Linked DNA regions of Pan troglodytes: all the other regions are linked to region 1. Evidence: chromatin contacts called from public Hi-C data. All regions are on one chromosome and are shown on one strand. Each heading gives the region's core, a stretch centred on a gene start, on an enhancer-like site or on the middle of the called end of the contact. The rest is flanking DNA. Distances are from core to core; before and after follow the strand shown.

Evidence for each region. Hi-C and Micro-C count contacts between places; a contact is called where the count stands out from the background.
Region 2: a contact with region 1 is called in a Hi-C map of stem cell-derived neural progenitor cells, with 6 times the contacts expected there. The contact joins two enhancer-like sites. A contact is called at or near these places in 3 of 7 Hi-C or Micro-C datasets (blood, induced pluripotent stem cells and stem cell-derived neural progenitor cells) and 1 of 1 other capture datasets (stem cell-derived neural stem cells).
Region 3: a contact with region 1 is called in a Hi-C map of stem cell-derived neural progenitor cells, with 3 times the contacts expected there. The contact joins the promoter of STK24 here to the enhancer-like site in region 1. A contact is called at or near these places in 2 of 7 Hi-C or Micro-C datasets (blood and stem cell-derived neural progenitor cells) and 1 of 1 datasets of contacts at active chromatin or transcription factors (stem cell-derived excitatory neurons).

The regions. Positions count from the first base shown.
Region 1 is chr14:104,049,242-104,053,672 of NHGRI_mPanTro3-v2.0_pri, forward strand. FARP1 (FERM, ARH/RhoGEF and pleckstrin domain protein 1) reads left to right here. Exons shown (of 27, transcript XM_063792622.1): 25 at 2,771-2,878; 26 at 3,339-3,490. Among named protein-coding and RNA genes, the nearest start is that of STK24, 130 kb to the right of the region's middle. Within about 2 kb of position 2,185, at least 7 of the 24 cell types and tissues checked have an H3K27ac peak or open chromatin away from gene starts, as enhancers often do. A contact at or near this core is called in stem cell-derived neural progenitor cells and stem cell-derived neural stem cells, where this site is marked.
Region 2 is chr14:104,281,825-104,286,255 of NHGRI_mPanTro3-v2.0_pri, forward strand. No RefSeq gene overlaps it. Among named protein-coding and RNA genes, the nearest start is that of SLC15A1, 81 kb to the right of the region's middle. Within about 2 kb of position 1,912, at least 6 of the 24 cell types and tissues checked have an H3K27ac peak or open chromatin away from gene starts, as enhancers often do. A contact at or near this core is called in stem cell-derived neural progenitor cells and stem cell-derived neural stem cells, where this site is marked.
Region 3 is chr14:104,182,810-104,187,240 of NHGRI_mPanTro3-v2.0_pri, forward strand. It overlaps STK24 (serine/threonine kinase 24), which reads right to left and starts at 2,649. Exons shown (of 11, transcript XM_016925468.4): 1 at 2,241-2,649. The coding sequence starts at 2,282.

The DNA of each region.
Region 1 (4,431 bases), core at 935-3,434:
GTGGCGTCAATCTCGTGTCGGTGGCAGGCAGCCCTCGCATGCCAGATGTCAAATGCTCGCTGACTTGCAGATGAGCCATCCCCAGGGCCTCCTCCCTGCATGACAGGACAAAGCAGCTCCATCTCCTCCTGACTCAACAGCCTCCTCTCCCCAGTCCCGTGCCCAGCCTCTCCCAGTTCCCGCTCCCGTCTGACTCGTGTAGGCACACGTGAGGAAGGGGCGTATCTGGGGACCGTGTGGCCTCACTGGCCTCTGCTAAAAGTTGTGGGCAAGCCGGCAGGTCTGGGGGCTCCCACCAGAGGTGGGGTCAGATGTTGGGATGGCCAGAGGGCTGCCCAGCCTGTGGGCACTAGAGCCAGTGAAGGGCCAGAGGCAAAGCCATGCGAGTTGTCTTTTAAGGCTGGAGTGGCGAGACGGGACAGCAGGGAAGTTGTTCAGCAGACGGAGCGCAGACAGGACTGGGAGGAGGGAAGGGACGGGGTGCAGACAGGACCAGGAGGAGGGAACGGACAGTGGGGCAGGGGAGGGAAAGGACGGTGCAGACAGGACCGGGAGGAGGGAAGGGACAGTGAGGCCGGGGAGTGGCGGGCACGGGGGTTATATTTGTTCCCCGTGGCGTCACACGGCACCAACCTCAGACTGGGTGAGGCCACAGAAACATCTCCCACAGTGCGGGAAGCCGGAAGTCCAAAATCAAGCTGCTGGCAGGTGGGTTCCTTTGGGAGGCCTTGAGGGAAAAATGTCCCCACCTCTCTGACAGCATCTGGTGGCTGCGGCAGTCTTCTTCTCGGGGGTCCCCGACTCCACCCATGTTGCAGGGCTCCGGTCTGCCGTGTCACCAGCTGTCCTCCCTGCATCTGCACTCTAATATCCTCTTCTAAGGACACGGCTCGTGTTGGGCTTAGGGCTCATCCTAGTGACCTTACCTTGACTCGATCGCATCTGCAGAGACCCTGTGTCCATGTGAGGTCACCATTGTAGGCACGGAGGGTTTGGACTTGTTGGGGGTGCAATTCAACCCACAGCAGGGTCTGAGGGGATGGGGTCCAAGAAGGCAGAGGAGCGGTGGCCCCAGTGACGGGCCACGAGGAGACAGGGCAGGCTGGTCTGGTTCTGAACAAGGATGTTGACCCTCTCGTGAAGGCAGTGAATGGAGACAGGTCTGGGAGCCACCAGCATGGCCTCGGCCTCCTGAGTGCAGGGCAGGAGACTCGTGGCGCGCAGGGCCCGTAACACGCTGGAGGCCAGGATGGACCCGACACAGGGGAGCGGGAGGCTCGGCCTGGCCGTGGGGAGCGAGGAAGGGCCGCTGGATGTGCCTATTGATAAAGAGGTTTCCAGAGGCTATTGGAATGGCCAGGCAGAAGCTAGAGAGCGCTAAGGAAGCTGCTTTGGAAACAAAGGGGCCCAGACTGTGATGGGTGACATGTATGAACCCCACTGTGGGCTGGCTGCTGTGTGAAAATTATGTGACTCAGTATGAAAATACCTAGGAAAGGGGAGTGTGCCACCCTCCTTGCTCCATGTTGCATGACCCAAGATGCCGCATGGGCATCAGCCCAGCCCTGGCCACCACCAGGACCTTCTGGGAACCTGGAGCCTTGCGTTTTCTTGTTCCTTTCTGCCACTGGGGGAGGAGGGTGGATGGCTGGAGCTGCCTGCCTGGCCTGGAACGCCCTTTCTCCCTGTCTGCGGGGTCCCCCACATCCTGCAGCCCCTCACGGACCTACTGTCAGTGTCCATGTCTCTCACTGGACCCTCCCTGAGCAACTGGAGGGCAGGGACATCAGACCATTTGATCCCAGCTCCCAGCACAGAAGCTTAGTGCCAGGGGCACCCAGAGAGATGGAATGAGGCAGACTCGGAGGTCTGTATTTTTTATTGTGGTAAAATAGCTATACCACAATACTGGCCAACTTAACGATTTTTACGGGAACAATTCAGTGGTATTAAGTGCCTTTACAAGGTGGTGCAACTGCTTTGAGTCTCTGCTGGTGATGTCACTTTGGCAAAGGGACGAAATGAGCCACCAGTGTGTCAGGCCTGCTCAGAGTTGTTGGAGGTAGCATGGACACAGGTGCCTGTCCCTGCCCCCTAGCTGGGCTGCAGTGCATCCTAACAATGCTCCAGGGGCTGGGCCGGCCCTGAGCCTGGAGGTGGGCAGGGCTGCAACTGCCTCCTGGGCCACTAGAGGGCATGTGGGAGCCGCTCACATGCACCCCAGGCCCCACTTCCTGGGCAGGGTGCCCGGCCCCTCAAAACGAGTGCTGCTCTGAGCTTGTTGGGATGTATCTTTCCCTCTTTCAGCTTCCGCCTGCTGGCAATGCATGGGGTCCTGCGCCCCCATTTCTGCCTCGGTGTCACAGGGCACACCCCTCTCCCCCCAAGGTGGCTCTTCTCCTCAGGACACCACTCCCGTTGGATTTAGGGCCCACCCTACCCCAGTGTGATCTCATCTTCACTAGTTACCCTGCAACGAGCCTATTTCCAAATAAGCCTGTGTTCTAAGGTACTGGTAGTCAGGACCTCAACGTGTCTTTTGGGGGGACACAGGGACCCCAAGATGCCCCACAGCAAGTGACAAGGGGAAGTGATGAGATCAGGGTCCCAGGACCTGCCAAGTCTCCCAACACACGGGGGAGTGGGGGGGCCCACATCCTTCAGTCACGGACATGCCCCAGCCCAGGGCCCTGGTGCAGGGAGAGCTGCTCTCTGTGCCCTCCTGGGGCAGGTGCCCGCTGTGCTTCTCACAGGCCTCCTTGCCTTTCAGAATCAGTTGTCTGGAAACCTGCTGAGGAAATTCAAAAACAGCAACGGGTGGCAGAAGCTGTGGGTGGTGTTCACAAACTTCTGCCTGTTCTTCTACAAGTCACACCAGGTAAGCGTCTCGCACAGGGCAGGTGGCCCTGGGACCTTGGGGGTGGCAGCATGAGGTGAGGGGGCCGCCCTCCTCTGGAAGGACTCAGGCCTCTTTGGCTCCAGGTGTCACGGGGATGACAGGGATGCTGGCGGGGGGCCCTGTCCACCCGAGGCCCTCAACTCTAGGGAAGACTGACATTATCATCCACTGAAGGACAACTTCTGCCCTAGGAAGGGCCACCTGTCTTCTGCCTGGACAAGGGACGGGGGTTGGCTTTATCTACAGCTGAGTCCTGGCGGGACTTGCCACCTGGGCCATCACGTACAGGCAAACACTGGCTGCCATGGTCCCTTCCAGGCCCACGCCCGAGGAGGGAGCTGCCTGGGCTCCCAAGTCCCTGTCTGATGCGGGGCAGCAGCCAGGCCCAGCAGCAGAAGCTGCCCCCGAAAAGCCACTTTGCTTTGTTTCCCCTTTCCAGGACAATCATCCCCTTGCCAGCCTGCCTCTGCTCGGCTACTCGCTCACCATCCCCTCCGAGTCCGAGAACATCCAGAAAGACTACGTGTTCAAGCTGCACTTCAAGTCCCACGTCTACTACTTCAGGGCGGAAAGCGAGTACACGTTCGAAAGGTAGACACCCCCTTCCCACGCACAGGGCCCGGCAGAAGAGGACCCCCTCTTCCAAACATCAGGATTTCTCCCAAGTCAGCGAGTGAGATGGCCCCACCCTTCCCTGCCAACTAAGTGTTTAGACCTGGGGTCCCACTGCCCGGCACCAGCAGGCGATTCTGTTCTCATGGCAGAACGTGGGGTCCCAACTTCCCTGCGCCCTTACCCTGCACGGTGTTGGCTGAGGCCCTAGACATCTCGCTTGGAGATCTCTGACATACGTGTCTGGGATGATGAAGCTAAGCCCCAGTGAGACTGCCTACATGGTGTAATGCCAGGGGCCGCAGACTTCATTTAGCCAAGAAAGAAATGAAACAGTCAGGCCTAAGACTGTTCCTGCAATTCGTATTTTGAATAGAGATCCTGGGCCTCTGCAAATTGCATCCCCAAGCCGACTACTTGTGCAGTTTGCCCTGCTGAGCCCTCCTCGCCCCGGGAGGCAGGAGGGGAGGGGTCCTCAGCAATATGCTGAGCACTTCCTAAACAATATCACCTGAAAAAGGAACCTAGAGGAGAGCCATTCTCAAATCTGATCCTGGACTGAGCTCGAGAGCTGGGTTGATCAAAGTTGGGACTTTGCTATTATTGTGACAAAGGGTCCAGCCTTGCAGTGCAGATCCTGAAAGGCCTGGGACAAGGCCAGGTAATTTGGGGAGTCCGTCCTGCATCGTGTAGGATGTTCAGCGGCATCCCTGGCCACCCACTAGATGCCCGCAGCAACCCCTCAGTTGGGACATCTAAAAAATGTCTCCAGACTTTACCAAATGGGACAGCATTGCACCCATTTGAGAAGCACCGGTATAGAGCAAATACACAAATATATAAAAAGGGAGATTTGGGCGTGGTGGTGCAAGCCTGTAGTCCCATCTCCTGGGAGGCCAAAGCTGGAGGATCGATTGAGC
Region 2 (4,431 bases), core at 662-3,161, 230 kb after region 1:
AGGCCAAGGCAGGTGGATCTCTTAAGGTCAGGAGTTCGAGACCAGCTTGGCCAACATGGTGAAACCCTGTCTCTACTAAAAATACAAAAAATTAGCTGGGTGCATTGGCAAGCACCTGTAATCCCAGCTACTCGGGAGGCTGAGGCAGGAGAATGGCTTGAACCTGGGAGGTGGAGCTTGCAGTGAGCCGAGATCATGCAACTGTACTCCAGCCTGGACGATAGAGTTAGACTGTCTAAAAAGAAAAAAAAGTGAGAAAAAGAAGCAGGAGAGAAAGGATAAGAAAATTAGAGAGCTGGTCAAGGAGGACTAACCTCTAAATAACAGGAGTCCAGAGAGAACAGAGGAAGTGGAAGGGAGAAAATTAAAAATGAAAAATTCATAAAAATGTCCCACAATCAAAGGACGTGAGTTTCCAGTTTGAAAGGGCCACTGGAGCATCAGCACAATGGTTAAAAATGGGCCCATGCCAGATATATCATGAAATTTCAAATTTCTAGAACCCAACAGATGATTCTACAAGCTTCTGGAGAGAAAAACATTCTTACACACAAGATCCATAACAATCAGAATGCCTTGGGCTTTTCAATAGCTGAAGCATTGAAAGCTGAAACCGTGGAGTGATACTTTCAAAATTGCCAGGGAACACTGGGCATGGTGGCGTATGCCTGTAGTCCCAGCTATTCTGGAGGCTGACGGGGGAGGATCGCTTGAGCTCAGGAGTTCTGGGCTGTAGTGTGCTATGCCAATCGGGTGTCCACACAAAGTTCAGCATCAATATAGTGACCTCCTGGGGGTGGGGGACCACCAGATTGCCTAGGAAAGGGTGAATTGGCCCAGATTGGAATTGGAGCAGGTCAAAACTCCTATGCTGATCAATAGTGGGATCGTGATTGGGCATAGCCACTGCATGCCAGCCTGGGCAACATAGTGAGGGCCCATCTCTTTAAAAAAAATTACCAGGAAAAGTGGTCTCCAGCTGGAATTCTATACGCAGTCAAATGTCAAGCAAAAGAGAAGGGAGAATGCAAACATTTTCAGACCTGCAAGACCCTAGAAAAAGTTTACCTCCCCTATTACCTTTCTCAGGAAGTCACTACAGAAAAGTACCCCACCAAAAAAAGGGTCTTCTTTCTTTCTAAGTCAAGAAAGAGGATGATATGGGGTACAGGAGGTGACAAAGTGGAGAGATGAAGGGGACCCCAACATAGTTTTTTGTTTTGTTTTTTGTTTTTTAACCCAAACCAAAAATGGTCAATACCCAACATAGTTTTAGAAGGATTTCTCTGAATTCTGCTGTACAATGGGCCTCCAGGTTGGAGTCCTTCAAAAGGTTCTTCAAATACTGAAATTAATAGAATACTCATCAGAGTTGACTAAAATATCAGCCTTCATTACTCTCTGCCTCCCTACTCTCTTTGTTTCTGCTTTATGACACTTATCCACACCTGACGTTAGACTCTCTGTCAGTTTATCTGGCCTACATCCGTGCCTAGAAAATAGTAATGCTTACTAAATATTTGTTGAATGAATGAATGGATGAGGACATATGTAAAATAATGCAAACCCTGGCATGTAGGAAGTGCTTTGTCAATGTGAATTTCTTTCCTGAATTTCTCCTAATTCAGGTAAAGCCCATTGCTTCCACAAGATGTCTGGTGCCATCTGGAGGAATTGCGATCCCTGCTGGAATCCCTACCTGAGTCCAGACAGACTGCAAGTCCGCTATGGCCAGTCCCAAGATTGAAACTTCTAGAAATACAAATACTCAGTTTCGGACAGGCCTTCTGATGTGTACGCACAAAAAAATTCCTAATTTCTGACATTGAGAAAAGCCTTTTGTTGCCATGTTTTCCTACAAGTGTGCTTTCCTGCCACCTTGTGGCCAATCTGGGGAACTTGCAAACAGTTTGCCTGGACCTCACTCAGTCTAAAGAAAAGCTCCAGGAGCTGGGCTTGCCCAGAGCTATTTGGCAAAGCACCCGTGGTCATTTGACCACACCCTGGGGCCATCCGGCTTCTCAGACGCCCATGTTTTCGAAACAGGAAGCCACTGAGGTCACTGCTCTGTTTGGTGGCTTCTGCTGGGGACAGCTGAGAGAAGTGCCTGACCTTTGTCCTCCCATTTAGACACAGCCCCACTATTAACCCTGCCATGGTTGGACCCCACGGATTTGCTCTGAGCATTCCGTGAACACCTGCAAACTCCTTGAGGGCAGGGCTTTATCTATTTTTTATCCCCAGTGTATCACGCAGCATTGAACACATAGTAGGTGCTTACTAAATAAATGTTGTTGAAGAGATACCATCATTGGAGCATCTAAGAGCACTTCAATGAGCCAAGTCCAAGCACTTTACATAGATTGTCTTATTAAATTAAAGTGACCAACTCATCCTGTTTGGCCAAGGACTGTCCTGAGAATCCTCTCAGTCCTGGACCAACGAGGGCAGTTGTTCCGTCCCCTTAAGGCAAATTCTGGCAACACCTGTCTGACATTGACACTACCATTATCCCCATATTTCAGATGAGAGGACTGAGGCTCAGAATTCTAAGAACTTGCCCATTATCACACAGGTCCTAAGAGCTCCCTACTTAGGGACTTAAATCCAAATCTTGGACTCTGCGACCTCCGTTCTCACCACCGTTCTGTGCTATTCCCTGAGAGGCAGCGCAGGTCCTTGTGCCGCAGATGGGGCTGCCTGTCTCCAAGGCCTTCCCTGCTCCTATGACGGTGAGGGTGTGAAGGGGATTGGAAGTGTCCTCAAGTTCTTTCTGAAGAAACACATCAGGCAAATAACAGAATTATAAAGGTGAGCTGAGGGGCGGTGGGGAGAGAGAGAGGGAGAGACAGAAAACATGCTCTTCTTAGCAATTCCACCTTGATATGATTACAGACTGGAAGTCTATACCTAGACTAGTTAACCAGGAAGGCAGATGGGAACTTGGATTTCCTACTTCCCAACTGTGGTTTCTGTTTCTAATCACAGACTACTGCAGTCACCTCTCTTTCTGTTGGAAACAAACGTTGACTCTCTGCTTCCTCCCAAGGTGCAGGCACTCTCAGAATTCGAGAGAACAGAGGCACAGGAAAGCCATCATCAAGCTTGGGTTTGTCTCTGTCACTTACAGAGTTGTAGGATCTCGAGCAAGTTATTGAACCACAGTGTGCCTCAGTTTCCTCATCTGTGGCATGAGGATGCTGATATGCTTACCTCCAAGGGCTGCTCAGGGTATTAAATGAATAAAATGCTCAAAGCCCTTAGAACAGGCCATGCTGAAAGTAGCAAATATCTTTCTCTTGTCTCCCACATTTCATCTGTCAGAGAATCCTGTTGGCTCCATCAACCTCCAAAGTATATCCAGAATCCCACCACTTCTCACCACCACACTGCCACCTACCTAGTCAGAGCCACCCTCCTGGAAGGTCACTTGGGAACCTGCATGGACACTTGGCCTCTTTCAGTTTATTCTTTAATAATTTTTTTTGTTGTTTTTTCAAGATGGGGTCTGCCTATATTGCCCAGGCTGGAGTGCAGTGGTGCGATCGTGGCTCACCACTGCTCCGAACACCTTGGCTCAAGGAATCCTCCTACCTCAGCTTCCTGAGGAGCTGGGATCACAGATGTGTGCCACCATACCTGGCTAATGTTTAAAATTTTTGTAGAGATGGGGTCTCCCTATGTTTCCCAGGCTGGTCTCCAACTTCTAGGCTCCAAGTAATCCACCTGCCTCAGCCTCCCAAGTACCCAAGTGGCTGGGACCACGGATGCGCCACCACGCCCAGATCAGTTTATTCTTAAGACAGTAGCTAGAGGGGTCCTGCCACACAGCAGTCACGTGATTTCTAGGCCCAAAACCCTCTGGAGACATCTCAAAAGCCCAGGCTTTCACCCTGGCCTGCCCAACATGAAAGACACACCCTTTCTCTCCGCCCTCAGCAACTCACTCCCCTCACTCCCCTGATCCTGTGTGCTGACCTCTCGCTCTCCCTCCTTCCCCCTCCCCACATCCTGTGTGCCGGCCTCTCGCTCCCCTCACTCCCCTGATCCTGTGTGCTGGGCTCTGGCTCTCCCTCACTCCCCCTGATCCTGTGTGCTGGGCTCTCTGGCTCTCCCTCACTCCCCCTGATCCTGTGTGCTGGCCTCTCAAAGACACCAGGCATGCCCCGCCTCCGGCCTTTGCACTGCTGCCCCTCTGCCAGGCACTCTCTGCCCTCACCTTGTTGAAGTGGCTGCTCACATGCCACCATCCCAGGAAGCGCCTTCTGCCCATCCTTTTCAGTCACAACCTCTGTCCCTCTGCTCTATTTTTTTTTTTAGATCCATGGCACCCAACACCTCCTACTATACCACATCATTTTCCATAATTTCCTTATTCAGCCCATTTGTTGCTTATGGTTCATCGGCTGCTGCGAGAATGCGAGTGTGCAC
Region 3 (4,431 bases), core at 1,399-3,898, 130 kb after region 1:
TAAATGTGCTTGTTGTTTTTCTTTTGTGGGGTGGGGGAGGAGAAAAGAATGTTCTTCCCCAAATGATACACTGTTACCATACAGTCTGTAGATGTACTTAGGTACAGGAATGACTGGCAGAAGCCAACTTTCCTACCTCTAAAACTGTAAAACTGTAACAGCTGAAAATCTGATCTTTTCCACTGAGAAACACTTAAGATCTTTCATACTGAGAAAACAAAATAAAAACAGTTCCCATGTAACACAACCTAACAGATACATAATAGTTGAGAGGCAAAGTTATTAAGGAAATGTATCTTCTTTTCCCAAGGTTTAAGAATTCTGACCCACTCAAAAAAAAAGTGAGGATAAAAATGAAAAGGTGAGATACCAGATATCACCTGGTAACCATCTGATACTGACTTCACGGCACCAGCCAAAGGGGCTTTAGTACCTTTTCAAACTGATTCGCTATCCACAAAGGCCAATTAACCTAGTAAGTGAGGCATTTGTGCTAGATTCCAACCTGATGAACACGGTATAAATATCAACCTAAAGGAAATATTGATAAAACGTTTTTTTTAAATCATTACAAGAGTCCTTTCTTGCTCGACTGGTAAGAAATTACTTTTTTCACCCAGTTCACTCTGACCTACACACCTCTAAATTCATACCAAAGCGGCTTTAGAAAATACCAAGAAACCACATCTGATTGTTACCCAGCAGTCAGCAGAAGTTTAGGTTTTGAATGCATGCTAAATTCAACGCTCCTTAAATGAGAGTGGACAAAAGAATATTCTTCAAGCATCTTCCCAGTCACTCTTAAGATAATAACTTAACTGTTGCTGCTTATATATTTATTTACTGCTTAAACATATATACACACATATATATACTGCTTATATACACACACACACACACACACACACACACACACATATACACACACACACACTTGGACTAAAATTCTAGCTGCCATTAAAGTGGTAACTTTGAGTTCCTATTTTTCCAGAATTCAAACCTGAACAGTGAAATCCAGTTATCTTTTTACGGTTTCAAAAAAAGAAGGGAGAGGGATGATCTCACTGGAAGAGGCGGGCAGACCCCAGAGGCAGTCCCAGGTCTGGGCTCTGTGCTTCTCAGCCCTCAAGACACAGGGAAGGAGCCTGTTGGTATCTGTAAATCAACCAGTAATCTACTTGGATGCTTTTGGTTTTCTTCAAACACTTAACGTTCACTCAGCTAAACTGGCAGAGCAAACTTTCATGACATATCCTAACTGCATCCTAAGATTTCAATCCTAAGCATTTTGCCACCATTTCTGCGCCTACAAAGTTTACAAGAGTTAGCCAAGGACGGTAGCTTTGTTTTTCAAAGGGCTAAAAGCAGTCCCCAACGGCAACGAAAACAACAACAACAAAAAAACCTTTAACTTATACATGTAAATTTGAAATTCAACTCCTCTCCCACTCCCCAAAAAGTCACTGGTAGGCCAAGGTGTCACCAAGTACCGAAAGAGAGGTTTACTGGGCGAAGAATTCCTGTAAATGCAACCAAGTCTCAAAGTGAAAGTCCAGGGTCCCGGGGCCGGGCCCGGGACCCTGGTGCGCGGCTGTCCGAGGGATTCCTCCTTCCAGAAGGTTTGCAACTCGCACTTTCCCCCGGTCCGCAGGTGCACGGGGGCTCCGGGCAAAGCCACTGCAAGTGGAACTCGCGGTTACCTTCCTCCACTCCACCCTGCCTACTCCGCTCGGGCCCGGACGAGTCCAGGCGCGCTCCCCGTCCCCGCCCTGCCCAGGTCTCCCGCCCGCCCGCCCGGGGGTGGGGGACGAGCCTGGGGGGCGCGTCCTGGGGCCCTCCGCCAACCCGGCCCCCACGCAGGGCCCCGGGACCCAGCGGGGGCCTCCAAGGGCATCACTCCACCTCACTTCTCCCGGGGACAGGGCCACCCAGGGCCTGCAGCTCCGGAAGAGTGTTGGGGCGAGGGGAGCGCGGAGGACTAGGCGCCCGCACCCCCACATCCGGACCCAGGCCGCGGTCCCTACGGCTCCTGCACGCACACGCCGGAGACCTCGGCCGCCGGAGCCGGCAGGGACGCCCAGGGACTCGGACTCGGACCCCCGGCCGAGCCGGGCGCGCGGGGAGCCAGGCTCCGGCGCGACCCCGGCCGGCTGAGCGTAGGGGGACGCCGTGTGGATACCGCCAAGTTGCTGCTTCCGCCCGGGTCGCGCATCCCGGCCCCGCGGCCCGCGCCCGCCTACCTGCATGCCGGGCAGGCCCGACTGCACCGGGGAGTGAGCCATGGCGCTCAGGACGGCCACTTGCTGGGACGGGACGGCCGGGCCGCGACGATCCGCGCGGGGCGGCGAGGCCCGCGGGCCGCGCGCAGCCCTCGGGCGGCGGGGCCGGCCGGAGCCCGAGGCCACCCCAGCCCTGGCGGGTCCCGGCCGGGCGGCGGGGGCTCAGCGGCGGGTGGCGGGCCGCGTCTCCATGCACGGCGCCAGGGAGGAGCTGCTGGAGGCGCAGGGCCTCGCGCGCACTGCCGCCGCCGCCGCTGCCGCTACTGCTGGGCTGGAACCGTGCGGCCTGGGCCCGCGCGCGCTGGCCGCTGGAGCCGGAGTGGGCGCGCACAGCCCGCCGAGCCCGCGAGCGCCGAGCGCGTCCCGCCCCGGCCCGGCCCCCGCGCCCGCCCCCACGGCCCGGCCGGGGACCCCGCCCCGCGCTTCCGGGAGGGGGAGGGGAGAGGCCGGTGGCCGCGCGGGAGCCCTAGGCCGCAGCCGCCGCCTGCCGGCCCGGCCCGGCCCGGGTCCCAGCTGCTCCTGCGGCGCTCCCACGCCCCCGCGGGCGGGCGGCGGGGCCGGGAGGGGGCCTCGGCTGGGGCGGGCGCCGGGAGGGGACCGAGTCGGGGCCGGAGGCTGGCCGCGTGCCCACCGGGCCGGCGCCGGGGCGAGCCTGGGCCGCGGCCCCCTCTTCCCGCCAGCCAGCCCACCCCGCCCCGGCGGCCTCTGGGAAAACGCGTCCCGGGCGAGCCCCTGAGGGCAGGGTCGGAGTCGGGGGCACCTGGGGAAGGAGAGCGCCCCGTGGGGCCTCGGCCGGTGGCCTGTGCCAAAAGGCCGGGCAGAGCTGCTTCGGTGTCTGGGTGAAGTTTCCAGCCAACCCAAGAAGGAAACCGAAAGGGAAGAGGCCGAGAGAGAGGTTAATTCCTAGTGCTTTGGTTACCGAAAACAGCCCCGCTGGGACTGCTGGGCTGGGAACTTAGCTAAGCAGTGCGGAGGCTGAACCCCACCATCTCTGGGCTCCGCAGCAAATCAGAAGCCCCCACCCACGATAAGGGGAAAGTGGGGCGCAGAGGGCAGGGAGGAAGGGAAGAGAATGGAAGGAAAGCGCGTCTGGACTTCGAACTGCAGCCCTCTCCCTCTTTCCCTTGCCTCGGAAGCTCCAGGCCCACTCAGCACCAGTTCTGTCTCCTCTTTTCAGCCGCCTTCTCTCTAGCTACTGAGGGGAAAAGTCAGGATGAAGCGGGTCCCTCGGCCTCCAGAAAGTGTTTTATTACAGTCGCAAACAGGTAGAGCGGCAGGCACCCCAGTGATGACTCCCTGCTCCTTAGATTGTAGGGACGCTGGCACCTCACTCATGCTCCTAAGTGGCCATTTTGCACCCTGGCTGGGCGAGTTAGGCGGACAAAATGAGCCCGCAAAAGTTTAAAGGCCTCCACCAAAGTAAAGGAGTGTTTCTTTTCTGAGGTGTCATTGTATTCCATCCACGAACTTTAGTTCCCCCGGGTGCTCTGGATCTGACATGGAGTAGGATGCTAACGTCTAATCCCTTCTTTCCCTTTGGAAAGATGCATGTTTTTTCTCGGAGTCCTAGGGAATACCTTAGAATACTTTCATGGTTGTCATTGGTACACCCATCCCTTGAGGAGCCCTGCCACCCGTAAGTAGGACTGCAAGGAAATACAAAATTAAGAGAAGTATGAACCCTGATACCCAGGAACTTAAAATCAGGTGTATAAATTTTGTACACCTAAAAAATATGGTACCTAAAGAGGCGAACAGCAAAACAAGCAAGAATGTGAATCTTTAAAATGTTTCTACTCTTCAGCGCAGCCCAGGAATTCTACCTAAAGTAACATATCCTAAGGCAACAACCAAGAAGTGTGGAAGAATGCATGTAAGAAGACACAGTGATGTTTAGAATCCTGGGGAAACGGAACAGCCAAAAAGTCTCACAGAGGTTAAGTAAATAATAGCATTTTCATACAATGAGTACTATGTAGTCATTTAAAATTATGTCTTTCAGTACCTAGTAATGGGGAAAATGTATTCATTATATATTATTAAAGAAAATACAGGGTACAAAACACTGTATATAGACTGATCTCAAATGACTATATATATATTAATATATATGGCCTACAGACACACAGTCATGTATTGCTTAACAATGGGT